Regions from separate parts of the Mus musculus genome. Here regions 2, 3 and 4 are each linked to region 1. A link is a contact called in public Hi-C and promoter capture Hi-C data. All regions are on one chromosome and are shown on one strand. The core of a region is the stretch at or near the end of the contact, and the rest is flanking DNA. Distances in the headings are between cores, read along the strand shown. Region 1 holds the start of Rgs13 (regulator of G-protein signaling 13). Region 2 holds the start of Cdc73 (cell division cycle 73, Paf1/RNA polymerase II complex component). Region 3 holds the start of Glrx2 (glutaredoxin 2 (thioltransferase)). Region 4 has its middle 43 kb from the start of Uchl5.

Region 1 (3,113 bases), core at 204-2,703:
AGTAGTTGTTCTGGGAGATAAGACACTGGAAAGAAATTCAGCAGAAGGAGCCAAGATTAATAGAAGGCTAAGAAGCAAGGACCCAGAGTTCACGAAAGCAGCAGATAGCAATCTCCCTCCAAACGACAGCAACAGCTGCCTGCTGGGTATAGTTCACTAAGACTTCTCTAGTGTCTAAGAGCTTATAGTGCTCGCAGAATCCGTTAAAATGTACTGGGGCAGAAAAATGGGACCAAGAGTGAGGTCAGAAGGCCTTACATGAAGCCTTACAAAATTAACATATTAAATAAACAAGATGGCAAGGAGGAAGGCTGGAAAACCCCTCTGCCAAGGTTGAGTAAATTCAGCTATTGACAGTCTCAGAGTGCTCTTGAGAGTCTCAAGGGAACCCATGGCTCTATGTAACACTGAAACACCTAGCCCTGGGTAGAGAGGTAAGATGCTAGTAAGATATGGGACACACGAAGTTATATGTCATTCTTCAGTGTCATTTGTCAGTGATCACTTTGTGAACAATCGCTATAATAAGTGGAACAATGGAAATAATCTCAATGTCCTTGAATTGATGAATTAATAATAAAATCTGGACACACAGACAATGTAATTCTATTCAACTCTAAAGAGAAGCTGGAAATACGAGATGCAGGTAAATGGGCAGAACTGGAAACTATTATACTGAGTGAGTAACTCAGATCCAGAAAGACAAATATGTCTTATTTGTGGATCATCTCTCAAAATCTTTAGATTTGAGTATAAATTTGGAGTAACCACAGAGTGCAAGAAAACAAAAAGGGATAATGGAGCAAGAAGTGTGGTGAGATACAGGTTCCTAAATATTTCAAGAAGTGCTCAATGACATCCTGTTCCTTCTTGCTATTTTCTTATTTTATGCCAGCATTTCTATGAGAGAGTTCTGAGAGTTCACACACACACACAAACACACACACACTCAAATACTAGGCATAAGACAAGGGCATTAAACATCTCCCTACAGTTTGTATTTAGTAGATCATGTCTGAAGTGTGGTGTTCAGTTCAAAGTTTAGCAGGCATGTCAACTGACTAAATAACAATCAGGTCAACAAACAATAACAGTCAAAATACTGGCTCAAAGGAACAGCAGAAAGAGCTACAAGGTTGAGCCAAAAAATAAAGAGAGAGCCCTTAGTTTGTTTCAGGTCTTTAATCAATTGACTATTATGAACAGGTTGCTGTCAATAGTTCCCATGACTTGATAATAGTGTTTGCAATGGTAGTTCATTTGTATTCAGGTCTTTTTTTTTTTTAAGGGATTTTCCTTTAGGCTGCACATTGACAAAAGCTGGAAAAACTAATTATTCAGAGGAGAAGTTTTGACTACAACAGTTGAAAATTCTCCAGAGCTGCTGCTTCCAGCCATCTGGACATGTCAGATGTTCTGATAAGTTTAGATAAAAACCTCTTTTATCAGCAAGGCATTGCAATGCCACAGCACTACTTTCCATATTCAAAAAACCTCTCTTTGCATAGATACGTGTCTGTAAAACTAGAATTTCATAGCACAGGGACCCGGAGTGCCATAGAAGGTAATTATACAGACAGTGGCGTGTTTTTATGCCAGGAAAAATAAAGTACTTGGTGTCTCGTGCAATTTCAGAGCCTGATTTCAAAAGGATCGTAACAAGGAGAAAATAAAATGTAGTTTGGTAGACTGCTCCACGGGATATATTTGTGAGTATGAGATTCAGTAGAAGAGTTGGTAAAATAGAAGAATGTTGTCTTGATATAATTCCTAATGGGTACTGACTTCAGTACCTGAGCTGTAGCAGTGCATGTAAGGTATTTTTTTTCCAGGAAATAAACAAAATTGTAAATACATATTTCATTCTTGGCTTAGATTTTCTGTACCTCAAACTAAGAATTGCTTTCTATAAAAATTAAATAAGACAGCAGAATATATATTGCATTTTAGAATATGTTCTTTTCATGTGGTTTTTATGTGTATGATAGAGATATAAAAATCAGAAAATTTAGTATTCAAATCACTGATTGCTTCTATCAGTTTATTAAATCTGCTAATTCCAGTGGGTTTTATTTTGGTAAGGTCTGTCAGAAGCCCTGTTAAATGTGGCATATATAATGTCTTCTTTCCTTATGCTGTGCCTAAGGACAACTTCACAAAATTACTGTCTTTTAAGGGCAGGAATTTTTGTACTATTGCAAAAAAGAGTTGGTCAACATGAAAATCAGTCCAAGTTTTTCTAAACTGCATTCAACCCACTAATATAAGAGAACGGGGTGGAGATATGTTGTTTGGTTGTTTGTTTGAATATGGACAGAAAGAATTTATTGATTACCTGTCAGGACTAAAAGACAAAATTTTAGATTTGTCTTTATTATACTTTAAGACTTAATTTAAAGGCAGGAGGACATGTGAATCTATTTATGCCATACTATTAGCGGTGTATTTATTAGTAGTCTTATTGATGAACTGTGCTCCTTTAAAAAAATTAGTTATCCAAAGAAAATATTGAAAAAGTATGAAGAATGATATTTACCCTAAATATACTATGCTTAAAGAGTTAGAATAGTGAGGTTGGGATTTAACTCAGTGGCAGAGCACTTTCCTAGCGAGCACAAGGCCCTGGGTTCAGTCCTCAGCTCTGAAAAGTAAAATAGAGTTATTAAATTACACACTAATTTTACCAACAGAGTATAGAAAAAAACATCAGCAAAATAACATGTAATTAAAACAATCAAAAGAGCGTTAAATAAAAACCAATGAAGAGACAGATAAAGTTTATTTCATGTATTTTATAATAATCTATGAAATAACGTAAAAGTTATTGGTTGAAAAAAAAGGTAAAGTACTTATAGAAATCCTTGCAAAATGTTGTACTTTCACACTCATCTTTCTACTTCCACTTATTTTTATCATTACTTTTTTCTTAGGTTAATGGAGTGTTTCTACACCATTGTACCAGCATGAGAAAAACAGGATCATTGCTGATTTGAAGCCTGGTAAGTTTAATCCACTGTCACATCACAACAACTTAGGTCGTCCTAACCTGGGAACTCTCCTTTTTACCAAAATAGAGTTCAAGTTCTAGGAGGACTGGAGGTTACCTTTTATTT
Region 2 (3,113 bases), core at 370-2,869, 470 kb after region 1:
TTTTATTAGATTTTGACCTTCTTGACTTAACATGAGAGGGACAATTTAAGGGAATTTATATAACAAAAACAAAGTAGAACTTCCGTGCTTTAACTGCTATACACTATAAATTACTAACCATGTATCTTACAACGTTGAGTTTAAGGATCATTAACCTTAAAAACATAAATTAATCAAAAAGAGAAATTGGTTGGAAATGATTTGTATATGAATTAAAATTCATAAAAACTATTGTTGACTCTCTTAACTCCATGAAACCTACCTATGCATTTATTACCCAGACTTTACTTGGAGCCTTTATCTTTTCACTTACTACAACATCGTTCTAGGAGCTGTCACTGTACCAAGTATAGTACATATGACCAATATATACTACATGTCATACAGTCGGTTCATCTCATGTCATACAGTCGGTTCATCTCCTAGGAGGTAGAGAAGCAAACAAAGGGGACAAGGAAATACTGGATGCTGTGATATAGGCATAAGTTCAGAGATGTGAAAGGGACAGACAAGCACAGTCAGTTCTTTATAACCTGCATTTGCAGTGAGGTTCTGAGACACATTGACGGGAGAAAGACATTTGTGGAGCAGACATTTTTTTAACCTCATACTTCTTTCTATACCCAAATTACACTTTGTCACACATAACAAAAGTCCCCCCCCCCAAAAAAAAACAGACCAAAGTATTTGTTTTTATAAGTAACAAAGTGTGCCTCCTTCTCACAAAGAGTGAAAAAGAAATATTAGGCTTGAAGTATATGTTTAAAGTACACAGGCCATGAATAGTATGCAGAATTGATTTCTAGGTTCCCATAATCATAAAGGCACCGGTAAGCCTTTTGAGTACCACTTAAAAGTCTGTTCGTCTGAAAAAGTGTTCTAATTCACAGCTTGAGGTTTCTGAAGGAGTATTTCTTCCATTCATAACCTGAAATCACTTGAGGCTTTTTTTGTGATTACCCGGGAGAAGCTGAGGGGATGGAAAAAGTTGTTTCCAAGGAAAGGAGGGGGACGAGTCAACAATGAATGGTCCTTCGTCGACGCGTTGGGATGCTTTCAGCTTTTTCTCTGATTAATTTTATTCTGTCTACCAATCAAACGATGTTAGGAGACCAGAGACTAACAAACGGGGCAAGAATTGTCCTCCACCTAACTCTTCTTTTCCTCTTTGCAAATACACCCCTTATTAAAATCCAGCCTAAACTTGAAAACGTCCACATTTCAAAGCTCCAGCTTTCCCTAGGAGCTGTTCCTGACCATGGGGACCTATGTCGCAGAGTGCGGTGGGGCTCCGATGCAGACAGAAAGGTAGTCCTGGGGTTCAAGGGAGGGAAGCGGAGCCTGGCGCAGGGAAAGTTTAAATCACCCGGCGGCGGCGCGCGCTCTGGGATTGAAAAGCGCGGAAGCGCCCAGCAGGTGCGCGCGCACCTGTCGCTCGCCCCGTGCGAGCCTTGAGACCGCACCGGGGCCCGGTTCCGCTAGGGCGCCGCACACGCGGAGCGCCGAGGCCCGCTCCCCGTTTCCCGAAGTCGGCGGCGCGCCCCGCGGGCGTCTGGGTGGCGCGTGTGCTCGGGCGGCCACGGCGCCCCCTGGCGGCGGCCCGCGGCCCCGGCGGAGCGTGGGTCAGTCAGGCGTTCTCCGCGGGCAGCCCGCGGCGGGGCCTTGCCTTATATAGCGCGGGGTCCTCGGCGGCCTGGGTGGCTTCTGCCCGTGCTGCTGTCGTAGACGCGGCCGGCTGTTGAGTGTGGCGGCTGTTGGTTCGCGGCGGCGGCGGCGGCGGCGGGGGGAAGAGGGCGAGGCGACGGGGGAAGGAGGCGGCAGGCGCGGCGGCGACGGCGGGGCCCGGGGCCCGCGGCGGCGGCGGCGGCAGCAGCGAGGGGGGCGAAGATGGCGGACGTGCTCAGCGTCCTGCGACAGTACAACATCCAGAAGAAGGAGATCGTGGTCAAGGGGGATGAAGTGATCTTCGGGGAGTTCTCCTGGCCCAAGAATGTGAAGACCAACTATGTAGTTTGGGGGTGAGTGCGGCGTGGCTGTGGCCTAGTGGTGGCGGGGCAGCATCGGGCGCCCCCGGGCGACCTCTTTCCCTAAAGCCCTCCTCCCTGTCCTCCTCGGAGTCCCTCAGGGATGAGAGGGGGGAGAAAAAAAAATGGGTGCTCTGGGGAAAAAGTTATTCTCTGGAGAAGAAGTTGTACTTTTAGGGCGAGGAGGGAAGAAGTGGAGCGGATTCTAGAGCGGTCAAGTCTTCTCTGTGTTGGAGAAGCCGAAGGGAAAGGTACCATGGGAGTTTCCGACTTGCCAGTTGGCGTGGAGTGTGTACAGGTTGTCCGCGCCGTGTGGGGCTGGTGCACGGCTACCTGGACGGAGGTGTAGAAGGACAGCGATCGATCGCAGCATCTGCCGGCCACCGAGTCGCTTTTTGTTCTTAGGTTTTTTTTTTTTTTGTAATCTCCCAGAGCCTGCCATGTGTTGCAACTGTCTTCTTTGGCTCCTCGAGCGCCTCGGCAATTTTCTTTTTTTTCTTTTTTCATAATAGGGGTAGGTTGATGTTATTCCTCAAGAGGGGTTGGGGGAGAAAAAAAAAAAGGAATAGACAGCTATCACTTAGAGTTAAGGGACGATTAGGAGAGTTTGGAAGTTTGCTGAAACAGTATTGGAGCTGAAAGCAGGACTTTGTTGGGGAGAAAGTTACCGGGGAAATGCAGTGAGACCGGGGGAAAAGCAGTGAGCTTTACATACGGGTCTGAGAAATTGATCCTGTGTGCTCTTCAGGAAGAGCCTTCAAAGGAAAAACAAAACAAAACCATTTGTGATTATTGTTCCATGGATGCCGTGGATGTAAGTCGTTCAGGAAATCACAGAGGGTCAAGTTGAAGAATCCTTTGAGTCCTCTGTAATGATGTTACTACTATTGATGCTTCTCTTTGATTACTAGAATGAGTCAGAATTTTGGTACCCATTTTGTTTGAATAACTTTGAACGATCAATTTAACACGAGAAAATCAATTTAAGATTTCTTTGGACTTACTGATTTCCTTTTTGAAATGTTGATTAAGTGATATTTTGAGTTTCCCATGTTTTACTCTTTCAAATAAATAACACAATTATTTTAT
Region 3 (3,113 bases), core at 312-2,811, 440 kb after region 1:
CCCAGCTCATGTTAGCCCTGGATGATGAATATCTGCTCTACTTGGTCACTCTGTACCACTTCAAATAAGCTTGCAACAAGCATCACCTTCCGTAACAACAAAGATGAGTTAGAGACAGGAATCATTGCAACTATCTGTGCTTTTTCCAGGTAGAGAGAGGGTAGGAGGGGGTAAGAAGCTTGGAAGACTGCTCCCTACTTTGTGGGAGGCAGCTTTGAGAAAAAAAAAAAAAAAAAATGCTAGCAGGGTTTGTGAAGTTCAAAGCAGTAGGAAAGTGCCAGATGGCTTTGGCCTGGAAGAACGCTGGATGGCATCAATCCAGTCTATTTGGGTTTTCAACGCTAAAAACAAAATCTCTAATCTAGCATTTACCACCTCCTTAAACCTATGTGGCATTTACGACGGGTGAGCTTTTCTAAGAAATTAAGAGGACCAGCCGGGTGTGGTGGCGCACGTCTTTAATCCCAGCACTCGGGAGGCAGAGGCAGGCGGATTTCTGAGTTCGAGGCCAGCCTGGTCTACAAAGTGAGCTCCAGGACAGCCAGGGCTATACAGAGAAACCCTGTCTCGAAAAACCAAAAAAAAAAAAAAAAAGACCAAAGAGGCATATTCCCTGCCAAAGAAAAAGCTCCAAAAAAAGCACCCCTACCTTTCTTAAGGCAGTCCCTTCGATTTCTGGTTTAGCTTTCCTATTAAGGAAAGGGGCAGGCACCGCATAAATGCCCAATGAAATACCTCAACACTGATAAAGCACCAACTAGTCGCGCTCCATTTATGAAACATCTACTAAGAGGTGGTAGGTGGGCAAAGCAGGATATACACCAGATATCTCCAATAGGAAACAGTCCTAATGATCTGGCAAATGGTTAACATCACGTGACCAGCGCTTTCAGAAAGTAAGTCTCCCTGGAAGACAGGGGAGTATAGGATGTTGAGACAGACGTCTTGACAGCTGCCTAGGCCAGGCCTGATTGGCCATCACTGGTATGCCAGCCCAGGGTTATGCTAAGGAAGGAAGCCAGGGAAAGCAATGCTCCCATCAAGCCAGAAACCACATCTACAGGATGCCAGAGTTACTAGCTGCAAAGCCTTGGGCATTTAAAAGCATGAGTCAAGTTCACATCCTGCGACAGGATAGCAAAGACTTACAATCAATCTAAGAACGATAATATAAGTTCAATATAAGTTCCCACAAGCAGGGGAGTCTCTTTTCAGGGCCATCCAGGTCTACGCTGAGTTAAAACCACATGCTGTATTTGTTAAGCTCAGACTAGGACGTCTGTTGTTTGTCCCCCAAGCCGGCTGGGTCCACACTAACACTACCGCAGGGATCCACAAGCCCCGCAGGCCCGGCCCGCCCCGCCGCGTACCCCGAGCCCGCAGCTCCAGCCGCGCCACGCCGCCCCGCCAAGATCCTCCCGCTCGCCACCAGCCGCCTCCCCACCGAAGCCGCGCGGCGCCAGGACATAGCCAAAGGTCCCCGGCAGCCTCCGGGAGAGCAGCAGGCGATCGCGACCACGACGATGGAAGCCCGCCCCTCCGGCGGCCTCGCTCCGCCCCATCGGGCTGTCCGCGCCGCCGCCGGGCTCGCCGCGCTTCCTGGCTCCCCCGTCTCCGCGCGCCCACGCGCCCGCGTGCCCGCGAGCCTGCAGGTTCGCATCCTCGGCGGTAGAGCGAGGCACTCACCTGCCTGCCGAGTTCTTCCGATCTCTACCGAGTTCTCCCGAGCTCCTCACGCCCGCATTCAGGATTAAGAAAGAGGCTTAGGGAGAGCCACAAGAAAAATTACTCGAGGCAGGGTGGTGGCCCGGTGTTTACCTGAGGGTGGTAGGTAGGTCAGTCACCACCTCTGGTCAGACAGGTTTAGGATGTGAAAGATGGACCGGACCGGAATGTCATCTTAAGATTAATTTATTGATCCGGAGTCCATAGGCAGGTTGAATTGTACTCAGAAAGTGAAAAACACAGGCGGTCCAATGTTTAACGTTCTTTCCGAAGAAAGCAAGGTGGTGTTTTTAAAATAAACTGAAATTAGGAAACGAATTAGCCCAGAGACAGTTCATCATGGCTTTAACAGCCATGGCTGCCGCAGCTCCTAATGACAAACCTATCCAAGCCTCTCAGTGACGGTAATAATAGCCCTTTGTACGTGTTTTCATAAGTTCAGGGGGATCCGCCCTTAGCTCTATACACTGAGGATACTGAAACTGAAAGCCAAGGTCTAATGGTGTATCTAAAACTATGAACAATCGTTGAAACTATCCATACCTTTTTTTTTTTTTTTTTTTTTTTAGTTTTTCGAGACAGGGTTTCTCTGTATAGTCCTGGCTGTCCTGGAACTCACTTTGTAGAGCAGGCTGGCCTCGAACTCAGAAATCCGCCTGCCTCTGCCTCCCCAGTGCTGGGATTAAAGGCGTGCGCCACCACGCCCGGCTTATCCATACCTTTCTTGAGCCTCCATGCTGAACCCAAACTTAAGATTCATGTTGCCAAGGTACAAAATTAGAACTTCTGTTTATGGTTGCTCTTTTTTTACTTCCCTTGGTCTGTATATCATCAAATCATAAAAGATTTTCATAATCATCAAGTTAATTGCAAAAACAAATCTCCCAGGGGCATAACATGTTTTTTTTTTCATAAAGCCCAAATTTACTTTGAAAATCAAAGTTTGCTATATAAAATAATTTTACCAAGAGATAGCGACTTAGGAAAGTTACTGTGGCTTTTGTTGTTTGTTTTGAAGTAGAACTTTTGAAGAACAATTTACCTCTGGCTCAATTAAGGGAAACAATGTAAACCCCTCCCTCTTTCTAGAGATACATTGTTTATCCCCATGCGTCTCAATTTTACAATCCTCCAGCACCATCTCTTAAATGCTGGGATACCATTCACTACCATGTCTTCTGCGCAATTTAATTTTAATATACTGTAAATGAGATTTGTAGTGAGCAGTTGCTCTTTTAAAAAACATCAGCATGCAAGTACTAACAACATTATGCCTGAGATAAGCATCATGCATTGAGCTAGACTGATACTTTCCGACTTAGCTTGTTTCCTGAGATAGCTATAAGAAGAATACTTTTTGTCCACACTTGGGATTGTAAGTAAGCAAG
Region 4 (3,113 bases), core at 236-2,735, 360 kb after region 1:
CTAACTGTTCCTATTAACTGAAGTAAGCCAAGCCAGGGCATGGTTTGTGTGCTAAAAAGCTCATTCTGAGAAAGGCTCAGGACTACACGGGAATCCATTTCTGAGCAGTCCTCTCTAGATAATATCCCACAACAATCTTGACTACACTGATTATTTTACTAAAGAAAAGACTCCAAACATATTTACACAAGTACTAAAAATGCTGTCAGAGCTAGACCGGCCTTGGGTAAAATTCTGATTTTCTCACTTGGCAGCTGTATGACTCAACTAAATCCACTTAACCAAGCTTAATTTCTTTCTGTGTTAATTAAGAACTGTAACGCTAGTCACATATACTTTCATAAGAAAGAGGGACAAAAGAGTAAATAATCTACACTGTAGATTTAAAATGTATTTTCTCTGGGTGATTCTTCTAATGAAATCTTTTCATTCCCCTCCATAAAACAAAAAGAGCTGGCTCAAGCTGTACCTCTAACAATGCCAAACACAGGTGAAAAAGTAGCATGTTCCCACAATCACTCAAGGTGTGTGTGTGTGTGTGTGTGTGTGTGTGTGTTATTCCCAGATAAGTAGCCTATCTATTCTGATGACTCAAAAGTGAAGCATTCAGAATTTTATTCCCTGCAGTAGCAATAGGAAATTATTCACTTTCTTGAGAAAATATAAAATCCAAAACAGCCTTTGAAGACTGCACGATATGTCTGTTGAACACTCTCATCTGCATAACTTTGGGAAACTGACACATGTTTGCCTTTCTTTGACTTCTGCATTCAAAAATCTTATTCAGTAAATGAATTATTCTTCCTCAAAATTGGAGACTTACAATATTTAAAATGGTAAAAATCATATAACCATGAAGCACAGGACTATTACCAAAAAAAGTACCATGTTGTTAATTACCAGGAGACTTTGTTTACCGGTAACTGGTTTGCTACTGAAATAGCACCACTCTCAAAAAAAAAAAAAAAAAATCCATTTCTTTTTTTTCTCTCCAGCAGACAGTCTACATAGGAAAAGGCTGGAGACTGACTCTGTATAAATAGCACTGCCTCTGAGGAATGCATTGTGTAGATCTGACCACAGCAGAGCACAATGAATTAGCAGTCTGGCCTGTGCTTTGAAAGAAGTCATATGTAAATCTAGATAGGATACAAACTATGCCAACTGCCATGAGGGAGCTAAAGAACTGTATGAGACCTGAGGAAACCTGGAGCTCTCCAGGTGTCTTTGTTTGCTTGCTGATGAGGTGACAGGAAGCAGATAAGAAAGAAAATATTTGAAATGGCTCCTGAGATATAATGAGAGTTTACAAAAAGATTTGAGGGAATGTGGAAAGAATTGGGGTATGGGGTTCTTCTCAGAGGACTTCAGCATGAGACAAGTTTAGAGGAAAAATAATGAAGAGTTCCTCTGGGAGCTAATCCAATACAAATGGAATGTGAGACAAGAAAAAGAGGGGCAGCAAAAAGCTCAAAAGGGGAGCTGTATCCAAATGGTAGAGATGCTGTTGCCATGCGCACAGCATGTGGCTTATTTGGTGTGTTAGAGAGAGTGTTCCAAATGTCAAATGTGTATGAAGAAAAGTTCTGTGACCAGGGAAGCAAGTCAAATAGAATAAAACAAACCACAGGGAGCAAGTGCAGGAAGAGAATTAAAAATCAGAACTTTTATTAGTTGGACTACGGGTAAACTATTTCCACTGATGTTGAGTTTAAGAAACAGTAAAATAGAAGCATAAAGAACATTTTTTTTTAAATCACTTTCAGCAAATGCATACAGCACAGATTTGATTTGATTAATGCACAGGGGAGATGGCAACCTTACAGTGTTACTATGGCTCTACCAGTTTAGGGTGGTGGCCATGGAAATGCAAAGAAGGTGAGATGATGAGTCATTTCAAAGGTGAACTCACTCCACAGGACAGCCGCAGAGTGGAGGAAGAGCAGGTAAAGGACTACTCAAAGATGACTACATTTCATTTTGGGTGACTACTTGCCAGTAAGAGAACAAGTACGTCAGGAGGAGAGACGTGAACATATTTTGGGCCATGACACACTTGAGATTACAGAAGAATATCAAGATGAAGAAGCTCAGTAGGTTGTTAGACAGGAACTTAGGAGAGAAACTAGACCTTGGGAATTATCTAACAGATGAGTGAGTTAAATAAACCTCTGAAACAGAGGAGACTAACGAACACAGCAGAACATCAGTTGAGAAGAAGCAATACTATTTTCCTTTAAAGATGCAGAATGTCCGCTTATCTTACCCTAACAGAAGTAAACATTTTGCTCTGCTAATTCTGTGTGTGGGAGAGCTGTATGCAGGTGATCATTTAGTATGGATGTGTGAATGGGGCTTGGGAAAACAGAAGACAAATGAAACAAAGCATTTCATTCATCATTTGCTCACTGACTTGCTCAGGAATCTGTATTCTTCCTGGGCACAGTTAGGAGCAGAGTATTTACTGATAGGAAGTTGTGCTTCCAGGCTCAATGGGAAATAGGTTACTATGACTCTCAAAATGTCTCACCCTATGTGTGGGCAGATTGTGAGAGGATAACAGAATGGTCCTAAGGACACCGTGGGAAGGACAGGTAAGCTGAGATGCATGAGTCACAAAACAACTCTGTCATCTTTCAACTATGTTAGAAGAACGTCACCAAGCTGAAACAGATGGAGACATCAATGGACCAGTCACTGAGGTGGGGAGGAGCCAAGAGGGGAGGAGAAAATGGGGAAAGGAGATGGTAACATATAAGTAGTTATGTTACGCATTTTGCAATTCTGTTGTATGACTTTATACAAAAACATGTTTTAAAGTAGCTTTGAGGAGCTACAGGAGAGGCTGTTAGCCTTGACCAAGGCAGGTGCTTTCTGGTTCTCTGTAAATAGATCACAAATGTGGAGGATTTGATTCTTATCATACATCAGTCTTAACAAAAACCAGCCTTAACTCTTACTAACCCTGATCACCCATTGAAACAGAGATGGCCTATAAAACAAACAAACAAAACAAACAAACAAACATCAAAAACAAACAAACAACAGGAGAAGTACTTGTTTTCTTCTACTGTATGAGTCTGATACTGAGGTTCTGCGCCCACAGAAACAGC

What was found. Promoter capture Hi-C pulls out the DNA fragments that hold promoters and counts their contacts. A called contact is a pair of places that touch in the nucleus more often than the background predicts. Capture Hi-C pulls out chosen DNA fragments and counts their contacts.
Region 2: a contact with region 1 is called in a Hi-C map of B cells, with 11 read pairs. The contact joins the promoter of Cdc73 here to the promoter of Rgs13 in region 1. A contact is called at or near these places in 1 of 39 promoter capture datasets (pre-B cells), 1 of 484 Hi-C or Micro-C datasets (B cells) and 1 of 115 datasets of contacts at active chromatin or transcription factors (bone marrow-derived macrophages).
Region 3: a promoter capture Hi-C map of liver shows a contact between it and region 1, with 4 times the contacts expected there. The contact joins the promoter of Glrx2 here to the promoter of Rgs13 in region 1. A contact is called at or near these places in 5 of 39 promoter capture datasets (3T3-L1-derived adipocytes, the HPC-7 cell line, HPC-7-derived erythroid cells and 3 more), 1 of 115 datasets of contacts at active chromatin or transcription factors (bone marrow-derived macrophages) and 2 of 9 other capture datasets (adipose tissue and liver).
Region 4: a contact with region 1 is called in a promoter capture Hi-C map of embryonic stem cells, with 7 times the contacts expected there. The contact joins the enhancer-like site here to the promoter of Rgs13 in region 1. A contact is called at or near these places in 25 of 39 promoter capture datasets (the 3T3-L1 cell line, 3T3-L1-derived adipocytes, the C10 cell line and 16 more), 3 of 15 datasets of contacts at CTCF or cohesin (CD8 T cells, large pre-B cells and pro-B cells), 39 of 484 Hi-C or Micro-C datasets (B cells, the C2C12 cell line, CD8 T cells and 21 more), 7 of 115 datasets of contacts at active chromatin or transcription factors (the 230-238 cell line, DN3 thymocytes, the HPC-7 cell line and 4 more) and 5 of 9 other capture datasets (adipose tissue, embryonic stem cells, liver and 2 more).

Annotation. Positions count from the first base shown.
Region 1 is chr1:144,175,712-144,178,824 of GRCm38.p6, reverse strand. Rgs13 (regulator of G-protein signaling 13) reads left to right here and starts at 1,453. Exons shown (of 6, transcript NM_153171.4): 1 at 1,453-1,564; 2 at 2,931-2,999.
Region 2 is chr1:143,701,399-143,704,511 of GRCm38.p6, reverse strand. Cdc73 (cell division cycle 73, Paf1/RNA polymerase II complex component) reads left to right here and starts at 1,619. Exons shown (of 17, transcript NM_145991.2): 1 at 1,619-2,018. The coding sequence starts at 1,888.
Region 3 is chr1:143,738,016-143,741,128 of GRCm38.p6, reverse strand. It overlaps Glrx2 (glutaredoxin 2 (thioltransferase)), which reads right to left and starts at 1,561. Exons shown (of 4, transcript NM_001038592.1): 1 at 1,371-1,561. The coding sequence starts at 1,468. It overlaps Gm46161 (a long non-coding RNA gene), which reads left to right and starts at 1,963. Exons shown (of 2, transcript XR_001779472.2): 1 at 1,963-2,129.
Region 4 is chr1:143,818,648-143,821,760 of GRCm38.p6, reverse strand. No RefSeq gene overlaps it. Among named protein-coding and RNA genes, the nearest start is that of Uchl5, 43 kb to the right of the region's middle. Within about 2 kb of position 1,485, at least 33 of the 459 cell types and tissues checked have an H3K27ac peak or open chromatin away from gene starts, as enhancers often do. A contact at or near this core is called in embryonic stem cells, neural progenitor cells, neural stem cells and 1 more, where this site is marked.